4 separate regions of the Mus musculus genome follow, and all the other regions are linked to region 3. A link is a contact called in public HiChIP or PLAC-seq and promoter capture Hi-C data. All regions are on one chromosome and are shown on one strand. The core of a region is the stretch at or near the end of the contact, and the rest is flanking DNA. Distances in the headings are between cores, read along the strand shown. Region 1 holds the start of Cald1 (caldesmon 1). Region 2 holds the start of Akr1b7 (aldo-keto reductase family 1, member B7). Region 3 holds the start of Cnot4 (CCR4-NOT transcription complex, subunit 4). Region 4 overlaps Bpgm (2,3-bisphosphoglycerate mutase).

Region 1 (6,483 bases), core at 2,537-5,036, 540 kb after region 3:
CAGGCATGACAGGCTGGGATTAATTCCATCCTTTTGGCTAGAGGCAAAGAAGCCACCTCATTTGCTAAGGCCTGTCTGTTGTCAGCACTTTGTCACTGGTCTGTCCACCTGGCTTCTTACATTCCCTGGTTCCTGGATACTGCTCTGCTCCACAGATAGCCTACCCTGTTCTGCCTTCTGCTATCTGTCTCCTCCCTAGTCTCTGATCTACAAAGCCGAATTTCAGATGGCCTTGGGGGTAGACCAGTTTCTTAAGGTTCTAGGATCAAGGTCCTAGAAAGTACTGTGTAAGATGTCTTAAATAGGAGGAAAGAGGAGAGATCTTCAGGGAAGACAAGAAATGATGGTGACCACCACCCAGAGTTAGCATAACAGTCATAAGATTCAAACTGAAAGCAGTTTAGGCTCTATGGGCCTACTGGGAGAAGAGACAAAACCTAAACCTGTCATCTCGTTTAGACATCTTAACCACTGTGAGATGGAAGCGAGGCGTGCTGATTGCCATGCTAGGAGAGGCCAAAGAGTTGATAGCATCCTTAAAGGTCAGGGTTATTTAAGCAAAGGAGACAAAACTAGAATCAAGCTCTCACTTTGGAGCTCATGAGTTAAGCCTCAACTAAGAGTATCTCTTTAAACTGAGCGGCTCCCCCAGCCTCCAAGCATCTAGATGGGCTTGACAGATGAAGGGCTTTCTTTTTTCTTTTTCTTTTTCTTTTTCTTTTTCTTTTTCTTTTTCTTTTTCTTTTTTTCTTTTTCTTTTTCTCTTTTCTTTTCTTTTCTTTCTTTTCTTTTTTTTTTTTTTTTTTTTTTTTTTTTTCAAGACAGGGTTTCTTTGTGTATCCCTGGCTGTCCTGGAACTCACTTTGTAGACCAGGCTGGCCTCAAACTCAGAAATCTGTCTGCCTCTGCCTCCCAAGTGCTGGGATTACAGGCAGTGTGCTACCACGTCCCAGCAGGACTTTCTGTTAAGAAGCTAATGGTGCTATTTTGGGGCTCTGAGAGATTTACCCAGAAAACGCCTCCTTAAAGTTTGAAGATCCTTTTGGCAGCATCTCCCTAACCTCCTTCCCAGGCCTACCATGTCATTTGCATTCCGAATTGTCAGCATTTCGAGCCTCCCCCCTCCCCCCCATCCCCAACCATGGCCTCACCCCACCACATTTCCAAGCCATGTGACAGACACCAGGCAGATGGGGAGCTGGCAAAACCCTTCTCACGTTCATCTCTAAGTCACTTCTCATCTCACTGAAGAGTGACTAACCAGTAATCAACTACCATGAATGACAAGTGGACAGGACTGTGTGAGTTTTCAAGAAAAGGCTTACACCCAAGCTAGACTCTGGAACCACTCTATGGCACGCCTCTAAACCAACCTATTCTACATGCAGAGAACAGACAAGGCTTGGGACTAGTGAGGAGCCAAGGAGAATGGGAATAGTCCCAATTGTCAGGAAATCCATTCAGGTGTCTCCTTTAAGCCCTTGACTATGAAATCACAACCTGTCTCTTCATCTTCTCTCTCTCTCTCTCTCTCTCTCTCTCTCTCTCTCTCTCTCTCTCTCTGAGGTGTAAAAATAAATCACATGCCTAATGCAATCTTCAATTTGGATGCTTTAAACTGCACATTCTGTTGCCTTTCAAAAATGCTAACAACCCCACACTTAGCCTGTAAACTGGTTAAGTACATACATTCTTCACGTGTTCTAAGATCTATTCTTTTCTGCAATTCTTTTTTCACCCAGAGCTTCTCCTATGTTTTTCATTAGATGGTTTTAATGGAATCAAAGTTCCCAGGCTGTGGCTTCACAGAGCTCAACTTACCTCCCTATTAGGGGAAAGCTCTCCCAGATTGTTCTTCACCGGGAGAAAGTAGCATCAAGAACTGCCTGACAGTCACCATGAACTGAAGCCCCTCACTCTGTGTTAGGAGAACACACTCGGTATTATTCCAGAAAATGTTATTTTGTAGTGATTGGGGGTGGGGAGCATGTGAGGGGGATGGGAGAAACTGGTCATAGAGAAAATGAACTTTCAGCCACTCCAGGATGTTGGCTTCAAAGTGGAATTTATCCTCAAATCCAAGATTATAGATTTCCTTCCAAACTGCATTCCCTTCGTGGTTTAGAGAATACTTGAGAAAGAAATTGCTTTCCATGTTTTCATTGACATTAACCCCACCACCACCACCACCCCCCCGTACAAAGTTTGGAACTTGATGTCTTTGGAGGAGGGACAGTAGTCGAGCAGAGCAAACGATTGCCTGCAGCCTTCCCCTCACACTTACACACTTCCTCAGAGACATTCCAGGGAAAGAAACTCACAGGGCAGTCTGTTCTCACGTGTCACTTCTCAAGAAATCCCCACCCTTCTAAACACAAGGATTCCTTAGCAAGTCCCAACCTCAAGGCATCGCAGTCTATGGCAAACATAAATGGAAGCAGCCACCTGGGAACGCTAGAGCTTACTATGAGTATTATTATTTAACTGCTCAGACTTACTCTTCTTCTGCAGGGCACCTTGTCTTCAGTAAGTTCTAGTTCTCGTGTCTGGTTTTGCCTAACACTAAGGGACTGTGCTGCTTCCATTTACAGCCCCACGCGCAGAGCCTCGTTGCCAGCAGGGATCTGGGAATACCAAGCTCTTTGCTCTCTGTTTCTGACCATGGATTGCCATGGCACTGAAATTCCCCCACCCTTTACAATCGGCTCTTTCTAAAAGGAATTACCGACTACTACCAACTTGCGCTACTGACTGAGATGCCCAAATACGTCTGTTTGGAAATAAGAGCTCCTTTCCTTCCTTTCTGGAACGTTCCTCCAGCTCCTATCTTTTCAGACCCTCGGGGGGCATACTTTCCAACAGAAATGAAGATTTCTCAAGAAATATTTTGGTAGGCAGTTACCCATGATTTCTACACACACGCCCACTCATGCACACATTCTCTTGCTGCTCCGGTTTATAGAAAACAAACAGGGCAGGCATCTTCTATTTCAGCAAATAACAGATGAGCGGCACTCGCTGAGTTGGTGCTAGTGGTAGAACTCTGACCTTATTTCTTTACATCTCTGAAATCCCACTTCTAAAATCCTGGTAGCAGAGTAAGAGGAACCCATTACTTAGCTTAAAATTAGCTTAAAACAAAAACCCAAACCCACAACAAAACAAAACAAACATTCTTTGTCTTAACAACGTAAAAAGCCGTTGATGTTATTTTTTTAATTAAAACCTGAATCCTCTTTAAATGTCTGCTGACCAAAGATGGGAAAGAAACTGCTAAAGGGACAGAATCCTCTCACAGCTGCTGGCCTGAGGATTCCGGGTACAGACCACATCCCCCTTGGAACAAAAGCGCATCCTGGGCAAACGCGCTGGTGCTCCCTGATCCTGTCACCAGGAGATGACACCGTTTGTGCCATCTCTATAAACAAAACTTGAAGTTTCATCACATTGACCTTCTGGGAACAGGTCAGGAAGTCCAGGCGCTGGCTTTGAGAATTTACGTGGTCTGTTGCCTGCCTTGAAAGATTTTGCATATCCAGCAGCCTTAGCCAGGAATGTTGCCTGAAACCTGTAGAGCAGCCCCAGCTTCCCTGAAGGCGGAGAAAGAAAGACTTTGTCTCTTACCTCTAGGGCAGCAACTTCTTCCCAAGGAGGGATGTCCTGCTGTCTGAAAGCAGGGATTCCTTTAAGCAACCCAGCAAGAGAGCAAGCAGGCAGGCAGGCAGGCAGGCAGCCTAATGCACACTGCTCTATTCAATAAAACTGCAGACCGCCCTTCCTTGGCCCCTCCCAGAAGTCCATGCTAAGTGAACACATACCCCCTATGTTTACAGTCAGCAGGCGGTGGTATGCATTGTCCTGTAGTTTTTCTAATAGGCAGCCAATGACGACACCCTAGCCAAGGTGATGCTGTCTGCCCGTGCAGATGCCTGTCATTCCCTAGGCATGCTCAGGATATCACTCATCAGAAAAACCAAGTCCTAAAAAGCTTGAAACCGTGAGCAGGCTGCCAAAACCAGCCGGCTCCATGCCCTTTTTTGGTTATCCTAAGCAGGGCCTCCTGGAAGCAGATCCATTGTCAGGAACAATCATAAGAAACGTTAATCTTGGAGAAAGAGGCTGTCTTGTAGAACACAAATAGAGCTTTAAAAAGAAAGTACAGTCCACGAGACAATAAGTGGACAGTTAGACACACTTACAGGGGTGAGGCTGGGGGTGGGAGGAGACATTTTAGTCGAAGAAGCCGTAATAGTGTATTTCTTTGCAAAGCAGTTTCATTATAAAAATAAATTTACATTATTATACGAGTTAAAAATCTGAAGTGGATAAGAAGCAGGGCGGCTGGCTGCACAGGCTAAGTTCTAGCCTAGAATATGTCTATGTGTGTTATGGGAACAACTGACAAAAAGTATAAATAAAATGTATCAGTCTTTTTAGTACATAATGTTGGCCAGGAAAAAAAAAAAAGGTGAGGCCAGAAGCTAGCAGATAGAGTCCTAGGCTTAAGAGAGAGCTTTATTGGCATTTCCTACCAACACCCATCTTCCTTTCTTTCTTCTGTCTTGGCAACAAGGAGATTGTACTAGAAATGTGTAAAAACAAATGTGCAGAGAAGGACATAGAGAGATCCAGGACCTGCTTTGGGGCAGGTATAGATAGACACATATGCTCTCACAGGTGACACAGATGTCCTAGAACATTCTAGAAAGCCAGTGATAGGGGAGCCCTGAAAGATGCTGAGTTACAATGCAGGTCACTGGCCCACACATGCATCCAATTGTGGTCTTGTAGTCTTTGGAACTCATTCAGTCGGTACTTAGCTTTTAAAAAAAATGGAATACTTACTGTTTGTCAGACCTGGGGCTTAGCACGAAATCCATGTTTCATTACTGATACTGTCTCATCACCGACCAAGAAGTTTTAAATATTTCCCCTGGCTAATTACAAGTCCAGAAGCTTAATCAACACATGCAGTCTGACTGAAAAAGCCTTTCTCTATTAATGATGATCTGACAAAGAAGCTGTCTCTATTCAGGAAACAGCCCCCGCCCTTTGTGCTTCCTTGAGAATGCTTGGGAAGCAGTCGGTCCACATGGGTGAGTTTCTTCTCCAGCCCCCAGTTATTAACCAGTCACCCAGAAGTGTCTACATGGACCCCCTACACTTCTTAGGGAGGTAACTTACCTCCTCTGTGTTTCTTGCTTTCTTCTACTAAACAGCTCTAAAAAAAAGTTACAGCAAAGACTACAGGGTCCAGGGAGAGTTGGACTTAAAGCATCCTTGAACCAGAACTGAGAGAGTACTTTCCCAGACACACAAGATAAATAACTTGTTGGTGGGAACCACACTGTTAATGTTGCATTTCAAGTTCACTGTAGCTCAACCAGGTGAGCACAGCCATGTTCAAAATTGTTCTTTTGGGAAACCTCTTTCTGATCCCAGATAAATGATTTGAAAATAAACTTTTTGGATCATAGCCAGTTTGGCAGCTGGGGAAACCCTGTATCTGGCTGGACAGGTTGAAAGACAGAGTCAAGCTTCTTAGTCTGGCAAAAGACTGAACTTGAAGACAATAGCAGACAGACATGAGTTTCTGCAAACATCTCAATCATATCGATACGACCTCTGCCCAGGGATTTTTCTGGGTGCATGAACTCAAGGCTGGATTAGGGAGGGCTGTGTGAAAGGGCTATTATCCACAACTGGGGCAGAAGGCAGCCTGAGCAACATACTCTCCACTTACACCAGGGATGCCTCTTGAGTGACCGGCAGCAGGGCGACATTTTGTAGTCCATGAGGATTATATTTTGTTGTTGTCTTTATGGTTTTCTTTTTAAGGACCAGCTTTCCAGAGGAAAGAGAAGTTGTGCTATGACAGGGGGAAATACTATCAACAGGAAACATGGAAGGGATGAACGAGCTGTGTGGTTTATAGAAGATAAATAGCCGAATGTTTTGGGTTATGCCTTTTGGGGGAAAGAAGTAGGCTTCTCTAGATAAATTCTAGACATTTCATATATGCAGTATAGCACATGGAGAGCCATGAAGCTCACTTTACATATCTGTAGTAGAACTGCTGTAGACGAACTATAGATTCAACACATGTTATATAAATACATCACGATAGAGAAAACAATCTTTCTTTGTCATTAAAAGAAAACAGAAATGTTAAAAAGAAAAGTGATGAAGAAACATGTTTATATGTTGCCTAATTTCTTCCATGGGAATTTCACTTCCATTGTATTTAATTTTTCCAATTTATACATTTGTGTGTATATATAAATGTATGTATACACACACACACACAGAGTTTATATAGGACATTCCTGTGGAATATATTTCCCAATGGTATCATCCCAGATACAGAACAGCTTGTCTATCACAGGACTTAGTCAACCATAATGGATGTAAAGAGACTTTTAGAAACATTTTCATGACTCCTTATACATTCTTTTCTTCTTTGGTTCCTAGAGCTTGCTGTCA
Region 2 (6,999 bases), core at 1,658-4,157, 720 kb after region 3:
GCTCCACATAGACCAGATTCTGAAAACCACAGCCTTGCTGCAGTCCTGTTCCCAAGTGGACTTGGGAGAAGAAAACATACACTGAGGGGTTTCTCCCAGGAAAAGAAAAAGTGAATTACTTTTTTTATTTCACTAAATTTTTAGGTTATCATACAAAGTGATGGATTTCATTATGGCATCTTAATACACATGTCATTGTCATGATTCTGACTCGTGTCCTATTCTAGTCCTCCAGTCCAGGTTGATCTTGAAGTGCCTCCAGTTTCTGAGTGACAAATGACTCCCCTTGAAACTTGCAAGGCTAGCCTGAAAACTAGATTCTGAGGAGGAGTTCTCAGACTCCAGACAGTTAGAAGGATCTTTAAAAAATATATTATAGCAATGTGATTTGAACTCTGCTATGGTGCAGTATGAGGCTGAGCAGATTCCTCAATTTCCCTAAACCTTGACAGCAAAACATAGCAAGTTATGGGCCCTGCCCCATGAGGCCTTTGTGTTGCCAGCTTGCCACAAGATTGTGAAGATTTCAGCACATCACCTGGCACTTGCAATCCAATATGTAATCACTGTTTCAGAAAAAGAGCAAACAGGAAGATGTTAAATAGGCACTTCATTTCTTTGTCCTCAGTTTTAAACCTAACAGAAACTTTATAAAAATGGATTTTCCCCATATGGACTACAGAGAGAGAGAGAGAGAGAGACAGAGACAGAGACAGAGACAAAGACAGAGACAGAGACAGAGACAGAGACAGACAGAGAGAGAGAGAGAGAGAAAGAGAGAGAAAGAAAGAGAAAACAAGCCAAGGAGCCAAGGGAAGGAGCATTTGAAGTGGGTCACCTTCTGTCCTGACCTAACCAAGCCAGGTATTGGCTTAGGAGAGTAAGTACTCATCACGTACCTCTCTGCAGAGCATGGTGCTGCATGGCTGTAACACCACCATGAGAGGCACAAAGGTAGGAGGGCCAGGCTGTGGCTTTGAGGACAGCCTGGGGCACAATATTATCTCAGTCAATACAAAACAACATCTCACTGGATGTGGTGGCCCATGTTTTAATCCTAGCATTTGGGAGGTGAGTAGGAAAACCAGGAGTTCAGGGCCAGTCTCAGCCACATAATGAATTATTATAAGGTAACCAGGGCTGTGGAAGACTCTCAAACAACAGCCCATAAATAACTCTTCCCCTATTACTAAATCTAAAGGTTCTGTTTTTAAGCATCAAACCTTGAGAAGCACAGAGAGCAGAGATCAACAGCTCTGCCATCATGAGGAGAAGGAATTTCCAGAAACACAAAAGCACTGGGGCCCAGGGCCAAAGTGTCACCCTCCTGCTTGTCCACTGGTGAGCACAGAGTCCTTACCTCGAAAACAACTTCTTACAAATATTTACAAATGCTTTTGGAACTCTGAAAGTGCATTTCTTCTAAATTTGTCCAGGGTGAGTATCCTGGAGATTTGTAATTATTTGTCACCTTGAGGGAATGTGAAATTTCTACTCTGGTTGCAAGTCTCACCATTCTAGTAAGACCCCAATCTAATGTAGAAACAAAGAGAGAACCTACCCTCTGTGTAAAGAAAAGAGAAACAGAGGAAGACTGGAAATGAGTCTTGGACACAGGACAGATGGTGTGATGGTTTGTATATTCTTGGAGCAGGGAGTGGCACCGTCTGGAGGTGTGGCCTGGTTGGAGTAGGTGTGTCACTGTGGGTGTGGACTTAAGACTCTCACCCCAGTTGCCAGGAAGTCAGTCTTCCACTAGCAGCCTTTGGATGAAAACATAGAACTCTCAGCTCTGCCTGTGCCATGCCTGCCTGGATACTGCCATGCTCCCACCTTGATGATAATGGACTAAACCTCTGAACCTGTAAGCCAGCCCCAATTAAATGTTGTTTTTTATAAGACTTGCCTTGGTCGTGGTGTCTATTCACAGCAGTAAAACCCTAACTAAGACAGATGGGTTCCCAAACTACTCCTGAGCCAAGGATGAAGGCTCACACCTATAATCCCAGTATTCAAGAAGCTGAGGCAGGAGGATTACTCCAAATTTGATCAAGGTCATTTTAGGTTAGAGAGAGAGAAACCCTGTCTCAAGAAATCAAAATCAAAACTAAAAACAGCTCCTGGTTAACAAGCTGGCTACTCTCATGTTGTCAGTAATAGAAACAGCAAAGAAGGCAGAGTTAGAAGAAGATGGACCAATGTCAGACTTGTCCCAAGATTTCGTGAGAAATCTGTTTCACTGGGTACTGGGATGGGCCACAGAGCAACTTGCCAGTAGAGATTAACACAGCCAGGGCAGACTTTGAGCTGACTCCAATTCTGTGGCTCTCATGCTGCATGGGTCTTAAGGTGTGGGGGAATCACATGGAGATTTTGTAAACTGCCTGGGCCAGTCCAGTTGTCCTCTGCCTTTCCCACAAGCTCCCAGGCCACTCAGATGTTGGCATAGTCTTGCATCATAAGAGTGGGGTCATTAAGAACTCTATACTCTCTCTCAGTCACTCAGCCAGTAACAAACCAACAGAGACCCTCAGAGTCCCAAGGAAAGGCTTTCTAAGAGAAAACTTCCCTGAAAACAGTTTTCTCCCTGAAAAATTGTACAAATTTAAACCTGATATTCGCCAAGGAAGCTATTGTCATTTCTGGGAAAGGCTCATCTGCAACCCAAAGCAGCTGACAACAGGTGATAATGCTGGCCTTATCAAACCCAAGGCAGATAGATGCTCTGCACAGAAAAGAAAATGTCCAGACCTCCCCTCAAAGGCAGCAGGTGTCCCAAGACTGCACACTCACCTTCCAGGTGCCCAGGCCCACAAGGGGCATCTTGGCTTTGGTACTGAGTTCCACGAAGGTGGCCATGGTTGCTGCAGAGAGTTCTCTGAGTGAGCAGATGAAATGCCTGCTTTCTCTACAAGGAGGCTGGTGACATTTTTATGTCCTGGATAAAGGAGGCGGGCTCTTACCACATTGGCAAGCAGCCACAGCCAAGGGTTGGGGCATGAGAACAGGAACTTCATGTCAATCTTGTGCCACACTGATCATCGTAAACAAAGATTAAAGTCAGCACAGTGCAAAGGCTATCTGGGCAGAATGCATGCTTTATTGGGTATGCGGATCAGAGGTTTGTGAACCTAAGTGACATGGTTGAAAGGTCATCCAAGATGAACTGGTAAGTTTATTTGGGAAGGGTCATTGCCCTGGGAGTGGATATAACGCTAGTGAACTGCGTGGGTGCTCATGCAGTTTGAGGCAAATAAAAATGTCGAGGAAAAATGAGACATCTTTTACAGTAACTACTTTGAAATAACTGTCCTTGGCCACAAAACTAAGGGATGTCTGTTACAGAGGAAACTGGCAGGTGACCTTGTGGAAAGATTTTTTTTTTTTTTAAATGTAGGTCATGGACACCTTTCTAGAAATGCCTGTATCTGTGCGTTTTCTGTCAGATTGCAAGGCAAGAAGATTCCCTGAGGATGAAAATGACCTGCTAGCCACTGGGACAGGTTCTTTCCTAATGAAATTCTCTTTCTCCTTCCTTTGTTTTTCCTTTCTTCCTCGTTGCCTACTTTTCTTCTTCTTCTTCCTTTTCTTTTCTTTCAGATTTAGGGATTTGACCAATTGTGTTTTATAACGACATTAAAAAAAAAAAAAAACTGTGCCTGATTTGAAAACAATCTTTTGTGACTATGAAATGTCATGTACTCAACTGTGAAACGCAAGGATGGTTTATAAGGGTGAGAACCTGAAGCAGAATATCCCCATCACCTAAACTGCCATTCGCAGTGCTGTTTTCTTCTGTCTTTGCATATGTGTTTTATTAATAATGTCTCTGAGTATATATGTCTTAGTTCTTACATACTATACATATATTTTTGGAAGCTAACTTCATAAAACAAACTTTCTAAACATCTACAACAAGTCACTTTGACTTCATGTTTTGGTTTTGTTTCTTACTTTTGCATGTGCCCATGCACGCGTGTGCAGCCCTGTGGAGGCCATCCCAGGACATCAGATCCCCTGGAGGCTATAGGTGGTTGTGAGCCACTGGGTGTGGGAATTGAACATGGGTCCTCGGTTAGAGCAGCATGTTCTTTTAACCGCTAAGCCTTCTTTCCAGCCCTAAAACACCATTTTAAAATTACTTTTACCACATACATTTTAATGGTTGCAAAAGATTTTATTTTGTCAACATTTATTTGGTCATTTCCACTATTCTTAAATATTTAGTTTGTTTTCGATTGGTTTATAATAGGAATGAGTAATATCCCTAAGTGTACCATTGTAGGTATTTCATAGAAGTTCCATATCCCAGGACACTGACAATTACTGCCCCAGTATGTGCAGAGGGTTCCCTCTGTATTTCTTGAGTCTTCGCACATGGGATAGTCTACATGTGCTGTAGAATCTAGCTGAAAGAAGAGCACCAGCTAGCCACCACGTAGTTAGAATTGTAAAACAATGTCATGTACTGGCATACACTTGTCACAGTCAGGTAAATTGGACTCAGGGAGTAGGCTCTGTGGCTAGAGACTGGATAGTCATATGGACATCTCTGAAGCCTACACACAGGGCTCACCCCATCAAAGACCAGATAACTAGGCAAGAAAGCTAAAGATCAGGTAGAAATCATAGCCAAGCTCCATCTCACACTGTGACGTCTCTACATGTTCCCCTCTCTGAAATCCCACTGACACATGGAAAGAGAAGATCCTAAATGCATATATTTCAATCCAGAAATAAATGGGAGTAAAATGAAATACAGAAGGAGACAGGGTCAGGAAGTGAACTAGGTTGAAGCTTTATCAGTACTAAAGATCCTGCAGACTACTTTGCCATGGCTGACTAGAACATCGAGATTGTAGGTAGAGGAAATGCTAGACAACACAGAGCCCCGTTTACAGTCTTCTTATCTACTCTGACGTCTTCATGAACTTCCGATAAGACTTTTGGAATGTATCTCTAGACTGGACACATCGCTAGGCTCCAATCATCACCTGAAGATGTAGGAACGTCTGAGTCCTGTGGGGGAGAGCTCTCTGCTTTTCTATCACCCATTTACCTACTGACAATATGACCCATGTAACTGCTGTTGTTTTGATTTGTGGGTTTCTTGTTTGATCTCTTAAGATTTGTTTTTAAATTATGAGTGTGTGCATATGTTCATGAGTGCAGGTGCCTATGGAACCTTCAAGAGTGTGACAGTTCCCCTAGAACTGAAGTGATAGGCTCTTGTGAACACTAATATGGGTGTCAACCAAATTCAGGTCCTGTGCAGGAACAGCATTGCTCTTGACAACTGAGCCATCTCTCCTATACCTTTTTATTTACTTGAGACAGGGTCTCATGTACATCAGTCTGGCCTAGAACTTACCATGTTGCTCAGGGTGACCTTGAACTTTTGATGGTCTTATCTTCACATCTCACGTGCTAAGATTATAAGCATGCACCCCATGACTGGTTTAGGGGATGCTGAAGAGCAGACTTAGAGCTTTGTACATTCTATACTCCATCTCTTGAGGTTTCCACCACCCTCCAACAGAGCAAAATTTAAGACAAAGTCTTTAACATCTGGGTCTTCAAGGAACATTCTAGATCCAGACTATAGCAGAGTCCATGAAAGAAAAAGCTTTCAGAGAATCCAAGGGTCTTAAACTAATCCTGGCTATGTTTTGAGGTATCATAACACCAGGTAGCTAGAGTATATGTTGCTATATGGCTAAAAAAAATTCGGGGAAATGGCCATTCTTCCTACAGAAATTGTAAGAGTCAAAGTTATGTTTTAAGTTTTAATTGCTGTTCCTAGGAGATCCATAAAACAAAAATGCTTCTTATCTGAAATTCCCTTGCCCAAGGACAAATACTTCCTAAGATGCTGAAGGCTATTGTTTATATAAGATGACAAGCCTATATTTTCACTTCCCTGACAAGTTTGGTTGACCCAACTTCACTAGATGTGCTTGATCATCTGTAAGCTGTATGTACATCAGGATGTGTGCTTGCTCCTGGTTGGATGAAGGTGGAAAGCACATAGCCTCGTGGGTTTGCCTTTATAAGCACTTGACCAGTGTAGCTCATGGCTATTTTGAGGGAACTCTGGATGGATCTGTCCAGAGTCCATTGCCCTGGCCAGTATTTATTAAAGTTTGCTTCAAATTTGGCTCAAAATTGTGGTAGTAGTCTTATTCCTGTCCTGTGGAATTAATAAAATCTGACCTGTTAAGAAAAAAAAATAGGGGCTGGTGAAATGGCTCAGCAGGTAAGAGCACCCGACTGCTCTTCCAAAGGTCCTGAGTTCAAATCCCAGCAACCACATGGTGGCTCACAACCATCCGTAACAAGATCTGACTCCCTCTTCTGGTGTGTCTGAAGACAGCTACAGTGTACTTACATATAATCAATAAATAAATCTTAAAAAAAGAAAAAAGAAAAAAAATAGGTCTGAATCACATTGTCTCAGAGAAAATTAAAGCAATAAAGCTGCTGTAGGAGGGTTAGAAACCAAAGTAGAAATTGCATTCGCTTTTTCTAATTTGGATGGGAAGCTGGGAGAAGAGGGACTACGGGTATTCACTCCACAGGGAAAACTTAGGCAGCACAGCAGATAAATTACTGAAACCTGGGACCAAATGCTCCTTAAGATGTGGGATGCTAGGGGAGAGGCTCTGCTCTGGTTGGGTCAGGAAAGCCATTGCTGGCAGACAGCCTCTTGCACAGGCTCTTTTCCACACTGACAAGAATGGGTCACCTTGGCTTAGATTCATCTGTGTCTCTTCCTTTGAACCAGTAAATGAAATGTCGTGTCAGTCCCCAAAACAAACAATACAGAAAAGTGCTTTCATGATGTGGTGGTCTGAATAAGAACAATCCCTTTATGCTCACATGTGTGAATGTGAGTGGCACTACTTGGGAAGAATTAGGGGGTGTGGCTTTGTTGGAGGAGATGCATCACTGGGATTCATGCAGCTTTGACATCTTCAAGGTCCAAGCCAGGCCCAGTGT
Region 3 (6,347 bases), core at 1,538-4,037:
ACAACCATTTGTAATGGAATCTGATGCCCTCTTCTGGTGTGTCTGAAGAGATCGACAGCATACACATATACATAAGTAAACAAATAAATAAATTTAAAAAAAAACAAATAAAAAAGAGACATTCCTGCATCTTAAAAGAATTGTTACATTGATAAGTATATATGTATACACATATATTAACATGTAAAAATTGGTTGTTAATGTAATAAAAGACCAGGCCTGAAAGGGTAGTGAATATCATTAGTTAGTAGTTGTCCCTTTGTGTCAGTCAGTCTCCATCAATAAGCAGATAGTGATATTGTGTGTGGCAGTGGTGGCTCAGGCTTTTAATCCCAGCACTTGGGAAGCAGAAGCAGGCAGATCTCTGAGTTCAAGGCCAGCCACAGAGTTTCAGAATAGCCAGAGCTTCATTAGAGAAACCCAGTCTCAAAAACAAAACAGAACAAAATTCCCCAAACAAAATGCCAAAACCCAACAACGAAAGTGACGTTGTTTCCTAGTGTTGGATTCTCACAGTGCAGGAGCTCAGTGTGCTACCCTCCCTGCAGAAACGGGAGAGCCAGTCTTCAGAATTCTATCTGAAGAACCACTTTGTGTCTCTCATGACTGCTAAATGAAACACCTGTGTATGGTTATCTGAATACAACTTACATCTAATTATCCAAAGTCTAACTTGCTTTACACATGAACACGAAGCTGTTGGTGTTTTTAGTTCTAACAAATGAGGAGCACATTAAGAAATAATCTAGTGGTGTAACTAAGGGTAGATGCGTGTTGCCTACCGGAGAGAGACCAAAACACACTTCTTTCAATCAGTTAGTATTCATAACTTTCACATACATGAAGATTTTGTTCCAAGTGCTAGCAAATAACCATTTTATTATATTTTTAGAGCAATCATGTTTATGGAAATATAGATAATTTTACTGTATATTACTCTGTAACTTTTTTTTTTAACCTTTGAAGATTGAATTCAGGGTTTTGTGCCAGGAGGGACTTTATCATTTAGTTACGTTCCAGGCTTTAACTTTTTTTACTTAAAAAAAATGTATTTACTTATTTTATATATGTGAGTGCACCGTAGCTCTGTTCAGACACACCAGAAGATATCCCATTACAAAAGGTTGTGAGCCACCATGTGGTGGCTGGGAATTGTACTCTCGCCACTGAACTGTCTCTCCAGCACCTAACTTTTTTACTTTGAGACAAGGTCTCATACCACTATGCCCAAATGTGATATATATATATATATATATATATATATATATATATATATATATATACACACACACACATACACACCCATATATATGTATGTGTATATATATGTATACACATACACACACACATATATAATTTTTAGCAATTTCATTCCTGTGTAAAATAAGTTGAGTCATTTTTATGCCCCTCCCCCTGCCCCCCAACATTTCCTCTCTCTTACACCAAAGAAACTGGTCTGGTTGCCTTTTTTGTGGTTTTTTTTTTTTTTTTTCTGCCTCTAGACATGGTTTGTAGACCAAGCTGGCCTTGAACTCAAAGAGATACACCTGCCTCTGCTTTCAGAGTCCTGGCTTGTGTCACCACGTCCAGCGAGACTGAGACTTTAAAACTTCAATTTCTTTCCTTACATTTCCCTTTTCTGTTTTAAATCCTCCCCTTAAACCTTTTGCTTTCAGGCCTCAAGTGTGCCAGACTAGCGCCCTACCACTGTGTGACATCCACAGTCCCATCCTACGTATTTTAATCCTGGATTTGAAAACTTGGTTCCTTTCACTTCTCCAAACCCCACTACATGCACACACCCTAGAATGGGGACAGATTTGTGTTTTTGGTCTCTGTTGTATGCTCCCAGCATATGGCACTGAACTGGGTACCAAGGAGCTCAGCACTTATATGAATAGATGAAGAATATAGGCAATAAACAGAATCGACCGCTCCAGGAGCGCCACTTACACCAGAGTTCTGGGAGGCAACCCGGGAAGTTCAGTAAATTGATTTTGTTATTTAGAATTTCTCGGTGCTCGAACCGGCTGCGGTTGTATTATGTCCTTTGAGACGTGTTTACTTGTGCAGTTTGCGAACCTGACGCACACTTCTGTGCAGGCTGGAAGAGTTCTGTGCAGCCAGCAACAGTTTGCAGGTAAGTCCACATGCTTTCACATCATCAGCAACTCATGCTACTCTGACTGCCCGCGTTCTCTTGAGAAATGTGCACATGGCAATTCAGGTATTTCTTCACTGGCGATTTTCCAGTAAGGAGGATGAGCTCAGCTGTACTGGTGGTAAAGGACGTGCAAAGACCGGGAAACGAATTAACGCTCACTTTTCCAAAAGTATCAACTCCCCACTCTAGATCAAATCCCGCGCTCTTGCAATGCTCAACCTGATTCTACCACCATACCGCCCCCGTCAGATACCTATCTATGGCGGGCGGGGCAGAAAAAGACACGTCCTAGCTTCCTCCGAATCAGTTAAGTTTCGTAGAATTTTGGTTTCCTACATTTCAGCTAACATTAGTGAAAACCGCCGACCACATGACACAGTAGCCACACACGCGGGCAGAAGAGGAAGCAAAACAAGAAGAAAGCCGGCGCTCCAGTAGCCACGTGAGGAACGAGTTCCCGAGCGCCTTCTCTAGTGATGACTTCAATTCCCGGCCTGCCCCGGGGCGGTTACTATCGGAGGACTACAACTCCCAGGGTGCAGTGGACCAGTCCGCCGCAACCTCCCACTCGCCCGCCTGCCGCTTGTCCCGCCCCTCCCCCGCCCCGCCCAGCCGGATCGGCATGCGCCTGCGCAGCGGAGGCCGGAGGAGTCTTACCCTAATGTAAGATGGTGGCCCGTCTAGCCGTGGAACCCACCGAAAGCTGAGAGTCTCTCTCTCAGCCGTAAAGGTCGGACTCACTGAAGCAGTCAGGCCCGGTTCTGAAGAGTTTTTTCGCCGACTCTCGTTCATTGGTCTCCTGTGAGGACTCGGCAACGCGTGGAGTCGGCTAAGAGAAAAGCGAGGCAAGGCAGGCGGGTGAGTGTCTGCGGGGCTGGGCTTAGGGGAAACCCGGCGCTGACCGGCTACGAGAGAGCGGAGGCTTCGCTGGGACTGTGCAGGCCGCACCCCCCTTTCTCCCCACCCCCCCACCCCCGCCCGCCTCGTCTTCACCCTCCTCCTCCTCCTCTGGCTGCCTCCTCCTCCTCTTCTTCCTCCCTCTCCCCTCTACGCCACAGCAGTTATCACCAGGAAAAGGCAGCCGGGTTGGAGGCAGCGCGGCAGCGAGCGCCGGCTCTCCTTGGAGAATTTCTTCAATTGAGAACCCAAGAGGGCTTCTCATCACCAGTTTTCCCCGCATTTTTCTGGCAACAGTATCCTTAGGTCTTGGTCCTCCTGTTTCCCCAGCCTCCTTTCCCCTCTGACGTCCTTTCCTACTGGCCCCGGTCTCCCAAGCCAGAGCCATCATTTCCACTCTGACGGGTGCTGCTGCTCACTGCCCACCCGTCCTGCTTGGTGGGCTTTTTTGCCCCTTTTTGCCCCATCCCTTCCAGAAAGGCTGCTCTGGATCTAGCCTCTGCTCCCCTCTGGTGCTTGCAGTCAGCCCCCAGTCTGTCTGCCAGACCCGAGTTGATTCCGATGTGCAAGTCTCCTTTAACCGCATCTGTCATCTTAAAGCCACCTCGTGAGTATCTAAATCATGTTGCTGCTCCGTTGCTCCGTATAACCCACCTGTTTCTTAACCTACTTGAGAATTGTCGGTTCCTTCCCTCTTTCCAATGCAGACTCTTTGAGCACACACTCCAGGATAGGGGAGATGATGCCCCGTGTTGTTCCTTGAAAAGTAAAGGAAGTTAGGAAGTGAATGAAGTGAGTGGGAGACTATTAACGTTAAGAGAAAAGAGCTTTCTTCGGGCTACTCGGGAAAGGAATGTTTTGCTTTTTTGATCTTTTTGTTGCTCATTTGCTATCCTTTTTTACCCCTCTTTTCATTTTCGACCTTCTCCGTGCTACTCAGCATTCTCCTGAATTGCCATTCCTCAGGACACTTGATGTTGTCTCTGATTATACCCATAAAGATCAGCTTAGAATTTCAAAACCAGGTGAATCTAGCGCGCACACACACACTTCATCCCCGAACACCACATGCAAATAAATACAGATGGTATTTTGATTGTATGTGGGTTACAGATTCCTTTTGTATCAATTATTGGCTCCGTTATATTGATGTTTATGTTAATTGATAACATTTATTTGTGATGGGTGCAAATTTGACTTTTCCCCCCTCTCTTTTGATCTGGGAAATTCCCTCTTTTGACATTTCTAGGATAGGAGTTATCAGAATAAGTTGTATGGAAAAACACATTGGGTATGTATGAAGAGAAGTTGATATTTTGGGGTAAACTTAAATTCCTTTTTTTCCCATAGAAACTATGGGGGCTGAGAAAAGAAGTCACAAAGCTGAGCATACGCATGCTTCAATGGCACTTAGCTGTTATTACCTGTAGTAAGTAAGAGCTAGAAACTGAAGAGCAAGGGGTGGCTTATGGTCTCTACAGTAGAGTGAAAGCAGAATTGAAATGCACTAGTTTGTGTAATCAGGAGTTAGAGTATTTGCTATAATACACCACAGTGACATAAAGAATTACCAGAACAGCAAATAAGATTATATAGGTCAGATAAACACATGTCAAGTTTGAACATAAGACATTGTGTTCTTAATATATATATAAAAATATTTAAAGTCACAATAACAGTCTCATAATGAAGTATGTCGCTTATTGGGGGGAAATAGTAACAACTTAAGTGTAAATACAAACGCAGTTCTTCTAGTTACTTTCACACATTACTGTTATTGTAAATCTTACATATTTCACCTATAAAGCTTGACTATTCTTATATTTGATGTTATATTAAGTTGCTGTGAAAAGTTTTTAAAAATGTAAACTAAGGTTAGAAAAGCTGCTCATAAAGCTTCCTCTCCTTCCTCCTCTTCCTCCTCCTCCTCCCCCTCGGCTGTCTGTCTGTCTGTCTTTCTTTCGTTCGTTCTTTCTTTTGTTCTTTCTCTCTTTCCTTTTTTTTTTTAAGACAGGGTCTTTATGTAGCTCTGACTGACCAGCAATGTAGATCAGGCTAGCCTTGAACTTGAAGACAGTCACCTGACTCTTCATCTTGTCACTCATGGTCAAAGCTCTTTATTTCAGCCACTTAAGCCCCAATTTGGCAAAATGGAATAAATCCCTATTCTTCTAAAAAATTGGAAGCATTTTATATAAGCATCCATTGTTTTTAGTTATACCTTGAAGTTAAAAAGAAAATAATACTTTTCGTTTAGTTTACCAATAACTTGTCTTTAACTCCAAGTAAAAAGTAGATACTGGTGGAAAAGCTTGCCACTTTGAACAATCTTGTCTAGATACTCTTGGCAGTCATACTTGGCTGAATTGTAAGCAGTATGTTCTAAGGAGAATGTCTGATAGAAGGGGATGAGTGATTTTTTTTTAATGCATCTTTTCTTTTGTAAAGCTATTTGGCTCACTAAATATCGTAAATAATTTCTCTTCTTCCTCTGGGGTCATCAAATTCTTGCTTCTAGCATAGAGAAGATGTAAAAATGTTCTTTAACACATTGACAGGAGGAAGTAAGCTGAAGTTTATAAATATTTTTGTGTAGTCTTCATTTGTAACATTTAACATGGAGGCGTCATACTTAATGATTTTCTTTGATACTTTGTAGTTCTTTCTGCAAATTGAATAGCCAAAGTCTTCAAATGAATAGATTGTTTGTATAAGGTTTTTAAACATGAGTTATTTAAAGTTGGTTTACCATATAATTTTTTTGAAACTTGCATCTACAAACCTTTAATTTGATTAGGATGAGAGATATAATCAAACACCAAAATACAAAATAAAATTGTTTTGTGACACTTGTCAACTTCCTTCTAAATGGAAATACTAGAGGTAGCTTGCAGCCCATTACTTTGTTTTTGTTGTTCTGAAAGAAGGTCTTAACTATAGCTCAGGCTATCCTGGAACTGACTGTGTAAAAGAAGTTGTCTTCAAGCACAGGGTAGTCATCCTGTTTCAGCTTCCTTAGGCTGGAATTACATGTGTGAGCTACCATGTACACCAGTCCTGGATAACTCACTATTTTGTAAAAGACAGAGGGCATTGCCAAAAGATGAGCTCTTAGCATTAGGAGAATTTTACTTACTTGTTTGGTACTAGGCTAGACTATGGACGTTAAGTGGCCCCCTGCATATTAGACAGTGGCTTCAGGAGAGTGTTTCTGTATAAAGGATTTTGTGTCTTAAAAGAATGAAAAATAATTCATTTAATCAGTTTAGTTTTAGAAGCTTTTCTT
Region 4 (6,386 bases), core at 1,037-3,536, 640 kb after region 3:
CCTTGAATTAGGACAATGGCTTCTTAGACAACACGAAAGCACAGCAACAGAAGAGAAGAAAAATGAAATCTGTGTATACAATTGTCAGGTTCAAAGGGCACCATTGCCCTTTGAAGATGAAAAGACACTACAGAGAGTAGGATAATTTTGTTTATTTTTACAAAATCATAGGGACGTGCATTAAGACTACACAAAGAACTACTATGCCTCAAAATTAAGACAGTGTCCGGGGAGCTGGCTCAGCGGCTATGAGCACTTACTGCTCTTCCAAGTTCAGTTCCCAGTACTCACTTGGCAGTTCATGACTACCTGAAACTCCAGCCTGAGGGGATCCAACACCTCGGAATTCCCTCAGTACACACATGGGCTGGGACTGAAGCCCAGTGACAGTGCTCGCCTAGGATGCACAGGACCTAGGATTCCATCCCCAACACTACCAAGAATGTAGCTTTTAGAAATAAGATCTTCCTGAGAAAGATAAAAGGAGACATGAAAAGATGAGTGGCAGTGAAATAACAGGCAAAAGATCCGAGCAGACATTTCTCCAAGGATAAACCAGAAAGCGCTGGCAAGGACGACCAGCAGCCCTGGTCTTTCCGGAGATGCAGTTCCAGCCCACAAGATGATGCCCGTTCGCGTCAGTGAGGTGAACACAGCAAAAAGGCAGATTATCAACAAGCATTATCAAGGATGTGGGGAGATTATAAGTATAATACAGGATGAAATCAGGAGATCAGAAGGCTATAGCTTCTTGGGAAAACAGTCTGAAAATACCTCAGGCATATGCCTAAGAGAAATAGAACATATGTCCATATCAAAAGTTATATATAAATCTCCACAGCAGCATTACAGATAATAGCCAAAATACAGAAACACTGAAATTGCTGCCAACTAGTGAGCAGATGAGTGTGACTGGGCAGGATGGTGGAATATTATTTGAACAGGGATGAAACACTGATATATGTTATTGATATGGAAAACACTGTAGTAAGTTTTTTTTTAAAGTGCTGGAATATAGCTTTCAGTAGTGCTTGCATAAAGCCCACAAGGCCTTGGGTTCTGTCCCCAACAATATGTAAATGGCTTTTAAAAGGCCAGTCACAAAAAGACTACTTATTGTATGACTCCATCAACAGAAAATGTTCAGAGCAGAGAAGCCCATAGTGACGCAAGTGGATTAGCAGCTGCCCAGGGCTGGGAGAACCAGACATTGCCATTGGAGGAGCAGTTTCCTTTGGGGAAAAATTAGAAGAATCTATCTACATTTGAATCAAGCTAAGCATAACTTACATATTTTATTATCATTATTTCTTACAATAAAAACATTCCAAATCCTTTCTTCTAGTTTTCTGAGCAATCTTGAACATAACTCAGCTGCTGTCGTCCTACCACGTATGCAACAACACAACAGAACTTCTTATTCTGCTACAGCTGCGACTTAATACCCCTTGATCAGCATTGTCTCTGGTCCTTACTTATAAACACTGTGTCGATGGATCGAGGACCGTGGACATCACTCACATCCACTGGACCCTCAGATACGGATTCAATCGGTCACCAATGGAAACTGTCGGGAAACAAATGCATCTGCACCAGTCGAAACCTTTTCCCCTTGCCACTCCCTGCATCAGAGTAGAGCACCGATTCCCACAGTTCGAGGCCACAGACAATCTGAGGAGTAGGAGGCAACGTGCATCAGCTATGTACAGACACCACCTGCTTCACACCGGGACTTGAACATCGACCTACAGATTTTTGTTAACTGCAGGGACGTCTGGAACCATCCTCTACAGTTACTTGTACAACTAACTACACACTAAAAACCACTCTCAGGGGCAGTTACATGTGGGTTTTAGCTCACTACAGCTGTTAACAAAAATACTAAGCAGATCCAAAAGGCCTGTTCAAGTCTCAAGGCTTTTAAGTCTATAAAAACTGAGCTGTCCTTGCAGTCAGCACTTAAACCCTGGTCTTCTGCATTGTTTACTGCTGTTTCTAACACTGAAGGTGAAAGAGAATGTTTTAATTTTTGCTCAGCTCTGGTAAAGGCTGCGTGCTAACTGGACATCAGTCCCAGTGTTCTCACAGGAAACAGGGAGGAGCAAGTCTGTCTGACTTAAAACAGCTAAGCCCAGGAAGCAGATGGCCAGGTCTAGAGGTCACCTGTGCGATCTCAGAAACATGTTCTAGGTTTGCATCAGGAAGCTGGAGTGCATCACAGGGGACTCAGTGGTTTGACTTCGATGCAACAGGAGCCAGCAGGCCAAGTCCTTGCCCAAGGTTTGCTTTTATTTAATGACTCATCCCTGTGTGAGTCCACTAAACAAAGGCCTCCAGACTATAGCATGCCACTAACAGAAAGAGAACTTAAAAAAAAAAAGTTTCCAATGAAGTTAACATTCTATTTTAATAATGCCTCAAGCTATTCACAGAGTAAACTAATTACTTACAAATTCTTAAAATGCTTAGACTGGTTACTAATCAGTCAATGAGACCTAAGCGGCTGACATTTTAAAATAGCAAATTAAGAAAACCACAGGGAAGCCATTGCTTGTTACTAAAAGTTGGCATATACTAAATGCTTCATCCTAGGAAAGCTAAGTAAACAGAACTTCCCCGCTGCACTGCCCCAAACCAAACCAGCAAAAGATGCTATGCATTATACTCTTAAAAATCCATCCACTGGGCCACCAAACAGAAGCTAAAATGTGTAGTCAGGTATCACACCTCCTGCCTAGCTCAGCTTTTGATTTATTGATTTGTTTATTTATTTATTTAAATCATTAGGACTCATGTAGCCCAGGCTAACCTTAGCCTCACTTCGTAGCTGAGGATGACACAGAATCTCCGATTCTCCTCTTTCCACCACCACCACCCCCCCCCCCGCCCCCCCGGGTGCTATGAGGACGCCTGCACCACCACACCCAGTTTTATGCAGCGCTGTTGATCAAAAGGCAGGGCTTCACACATTCTAGCAGAACACCACCCCAGTCTCCAGTTCACGTTTAACCAAGTCCAAGAGCGCCTTCTTGGAAATGGCACCAGGTTCTTTCTCTCTCTCTACCTTCTTTCCATCACAGTCCCTCTGAAGCCATCTCTTCACTTTACACCTGGTGTCTTCAGCGTTTAACTATGTGGCACAGGCTTGCCTTGAACTGGAAATTTTCTACCCCAGCCTCTGGAGGGCCGAGCCTACCATAGGCAAGCATCGGAATACCTAGAGCATCTTTAATTCTCCAGTCTCTATGCAGGAGCTTCTCGAAACCCACTGCAACCACTGGAAATGGTGGAAGCATTTCAGATAAGAAAGAACGAAAGTTTAGGAGAAAACCATGTGAGTAAATTGATACCCAAAATGGAAAACTTAAATAACTTATTTTCTACGTGCAGGAGTAGCTTCCGAAAGTCAATTTGCAGGCTGGGCGTGGTGGCGCACGCCTTTAATCCCAGCCCTCAGGAGGCAGACGCAGACGGATTTCTGAGTTTGAGGCCAGCCTGGTCTACAAAGTGAGTTCCAGGACAGCCAGGGCTATACAGAGAAACCCTGTCTCGGAAAACTGAAAAAAAAAAAAAAGAAGAAGAAGAAGAAGAAGAAGAAGAAAAAAAGAAAGTCAACCTGCCGGCACTCCCTCTAAGTCATGGTAACAAACTAGAACACAGGACACTGTACTTCAACCACAATGCCCCACCCAACACCTCTGGGAGAAGCACTTGAACAAATCCTGGCTTCTGCCAGAATGAGAACTCTGCTCTGTGACTCCAGCTCTCCGGGCAGTGCCTCACCATCCTTACAAGAATATAACTGGAATCTGTGCATCTGTGAGCAGTGCTTTCGAAGGTTGCCTGCTAGGAGGCACAAAACATGGAGCTATATGGTCCGTCAGATACATTAGGTATGTCACCACTGGATCCACCAAGAATGCACTTTTTACATGGGATTGCAGGTTATAAGGAATAAAGGTTAAAGATTCCCCAGCAACAGGCTTTTGCATGAGAGCACTCCAAGGAAGGTCATATCAGATGTGCATTTTTGGGTGACATTTCTGAAAGATCAGAAGGGGCACATAGGATCCACCATAGGCAGGACCTTGTGTGTCTCACTCATTCATGTGTACTCTAGCTCCTGGGCCAAAAGCAGGACTTGAATCACTGGGCCCTGGGCATACAGTTGAACTGAGTGAATTCTAACTTTCTTGGCTTTCAAGTCTAGTCTTTATTGTTGAAGCCTTGATTAAAGACTTTTCTCATTATGAACTGAGCAAGAAACGAGGTGTGGGAGGTGCATTTAAACAGTTCTTAGCCTGGAACAAAAAAGTTGTTTATACCTAGTGCTAATCAAGCAAACTGCACAAATCTGTTCTGTGTGTTCTTTGGCTTTTCTCTAAAATGCCTACAAATCTTTTAGCAGCAGGAAATGGGGAAAAGCAGCACTCAGGGACACAGGAGGAGTTGCTACAGGACGAAAGGAAAGCCCATATTTTAGGATTAAAAACAAAAAAGCAAAAACACCACCCAGCTTCAGTGAATCTGGTGGCAGCCAACTGTGAGACCCCCACCCACCCCTCTTTGTCCCCACTGGACCTATGGGACAACGACGCTGTGTATTCTTCTATTATCAGTAAGGGCTGAAAGAAGAGACTGTCCATTACAGGTGACCATACAAGTAAATTTAATTTTAGACTTCTAAATTTTTAGTTTCACATACATACAATTAAAAGATAGCCTGGGGAAACCAAAGAAAACAGGGTATTAAATTACCCTGTAACCTGATGGCAGGGTAATAGCTGCTGCTTTAAAATTAAGCAAGAGAGAGATGAATTCACCTTTCAGTTTTAGTTAACTTTTCATTCACTATAATTTACCAAATTTATTCACTTAAATCACTTATAATTTAAATAATGTATTCAAATAATTATAATTTAATTTGTTTAGTTAAATTACAGTTAAAATCTTACGCTATTTAAGAATAAAGGCTACTATAGATTTTGTAGGCTTGCATAAAAGCTAGCTCAGCTCTACCACTAAGCAATTATTTGTCTCCCAGGAAAGAGGGCTTGAACTCCATGATTCTGAAAATATCCTACTAAATGCCAAAGGTGACAAACACCTCAGCCGCCATTGGCAGCCAGCTCTAGCTGACCTTTCCTCTCATTTCTCTCATTTCACGTCACCTTGTGTCTGACTTGCTGTGTGTGCAGCTGTGTACACTTCTCCAGGGACAGAGTCCAAGTCTTATACAAATTTCTTGCCGCCACTCTTTATCCCTGTCTTGCATCTGCCTGATCCTGTGCTTAAACCAGACTAAACAATCTACTTCCTCTGGCAAGGTACAGACCACATCCAACACTCAGTTAGGTACTCGGCTTTTCCTTCAGTGTGGACCAGCAGGAAACAAACAGGAAGCAACTATGCCAACCACAAGAAAAAGAAACACACGCCTGTCTGGAACTGTGCACAACAGGTTGCTTTTAGCTCTCCCGCGGGCATTCAAAGTTCTCTTGCAGCGTTGTGAGAAGCACAACTGTCAGGGGCGAGATCGGCTTTAACCTGGACTTACTGACAAGATTGTAGGCAATTATTTATGGTTCTGAAAACCAGTGAAGCAGTCCCTGGGGGAATTTTCTTACTGTATAGTATCCCATGCCTTGTTTGTCTTCTGAAAATATTAAGCATTCTCAGATTACACGTAAATCGATCTCTAATAGAAATACGTTACTAGGCAGGTTACAGACCAGGCTCAGCAGACAGGGAGCCTGTCAGAGATGCTGCCACGAGGCTCCTAAAGTGGTGATCCTCGGGTAAGAATGTTAGCTAACTTCCAACCAGTAACATTGTCTTCAACTGTATTGCTCACACACATTGACTCCAAGAGGTCCATAACCTACTTCTAGCCTTACTAGATGATGTTAGAAGCACACAGATGGGTATGGGTGTGTGTGCGTGTGTGTGTGTGTGTGTGTGTGTGTACAAGTGGAAAGAGCAGATGAAAGCATAAGGCTATAGAATACAGTGACAAATAAGAGGTCATCAGTCTGGGATTGAAAAGCCATCAGAAGGCTTCACAACCTGTATAAGTAACACTGGCAAGGCTAACAAAATACACGGTCAGGCTAGGGTGCAGCTCAGTGGCAGGGCACTGGTCTGGAAGGTGTGAGCTCCTTGGGTCAATCCCCAGCACCATAAAAATAAAAATACACACAAACTCTTCCAGCATCTTCGGTGTAACATCTCATGAAGCAGAACTTTGAAGGGTGGCCCTGGCCTGCTGATGGCTTAGGCACTGAAGAGAGTCGGCACCACACAGCTCCAGAAGACTGAAAAGGCCGTAACAATGCCCACTCGAGTTTTCAAGACACAGGGAGGTGTGTTCATCTAATTCCACTGTG

Evidence for each region. Promoter capture Hi-C pulls out the DNA fragments that hold promoters and counts their contacts. HiChIP or PLAC-seq counts read pairs in DNA pulled down with a chosen protein or histone mark.
Region 1: a promoter capture Hi-C map of the 3T3-L1 cell line shows a contact between it and region 3, with 3 times the contacts expected there. The contact joins the promoter of Cald1 here to the promoter of Cnot4 in region 3. A contact is called at or near these places in 3 of 39 promoter capture datasets (the 3T3-L1 cell line, liver and stem cell-derived epiblast-like cells).
Region 2: a contact with region 3 is called in a FOXA1 HiChIP or PLAC-seq map of pancreatic cancer cells. The contact joins the promoter of Akr1b7 here to the promoter of Cnot4 in region 3. A contact is called at or near these places in 1 of 39 promoter capture datasets (pre-B cells) and 2 of 115 datasets of contacts at active chromatin or transcription factors (microglia and pancreatic cancer cells).
Region 4: a contact with region 3 is called in a promoter capture Hi-C map of the 3T3-L1 cell line, with 2.3 times the contacts expected there. The contact joins the enhancer-like site here to the promoter of Cnot4 in region 3. A contact is called at or near these places in 6 of 39 promoter capture datasets (the 3T3-L1 cell line, cranial neural crest, erythroid cells and 2 more) and 1 of 484 Hi-C or Micro-C datasets (muscle stem cells).

What each region holds. Positions count from the first base shown.
Region 1 is chr6:34,595,807-34,602,289 of GRCm38.p6, reverse strand. Cald1 (caldesmon 1) reads right to left here and starts at 3,786. Exons shown (of 14, transcript NM_001347100.1): 1 at 3,625-3,786.
Region 2 is chr6:34,408,270-34,415,268 of GRCm38.p6, reverse strand. Akr1b7 (aldo-keto reductase family 1, member B7) reads right to left here and starts at 2,907. Exons shown (of 10, transcript NM_009731.2): 1 at 2,794-2,907. The coding sequence starts at 2,859.
Region 3 is chr6:35,130,177-35,136,523 of GRCm38.p6, reverse strand. Cnot4 (CCR4-NOT transcription complex, subunit 4) reads left to right here and starts at 2,787. Exons shown (of 12, transcript NM_001164413.1): 1 at 2,787-3,022. It overlaps Gm33046 (a long non-coding RNA gene), which reads right to left and starts at 2,993. Exons shown (of 5, transcript XR_868974.2): 1 at 2,822-2,993; 2 at 1,954-2,276.
Region 4 is chr6:34,494,246-34,500,631 of GRCm38.p6, reverse strand. The region is part of intron 2 of Bpgm (2,3-bisphosphoglycerate mutase); the gene reads right to left. Among named protein-coding and RNA genes, the nearest start is that of Gm52898, 14 kb to the left of the region's middle. Within about 2 kb of position 2,286, at least 70 of the 459 cell types and tissues checked have an H3K27ac peak or open chromatin away from gene starts, as enhancers often do. A contact at or near this core is called in muscle stem cells, where this site is marked.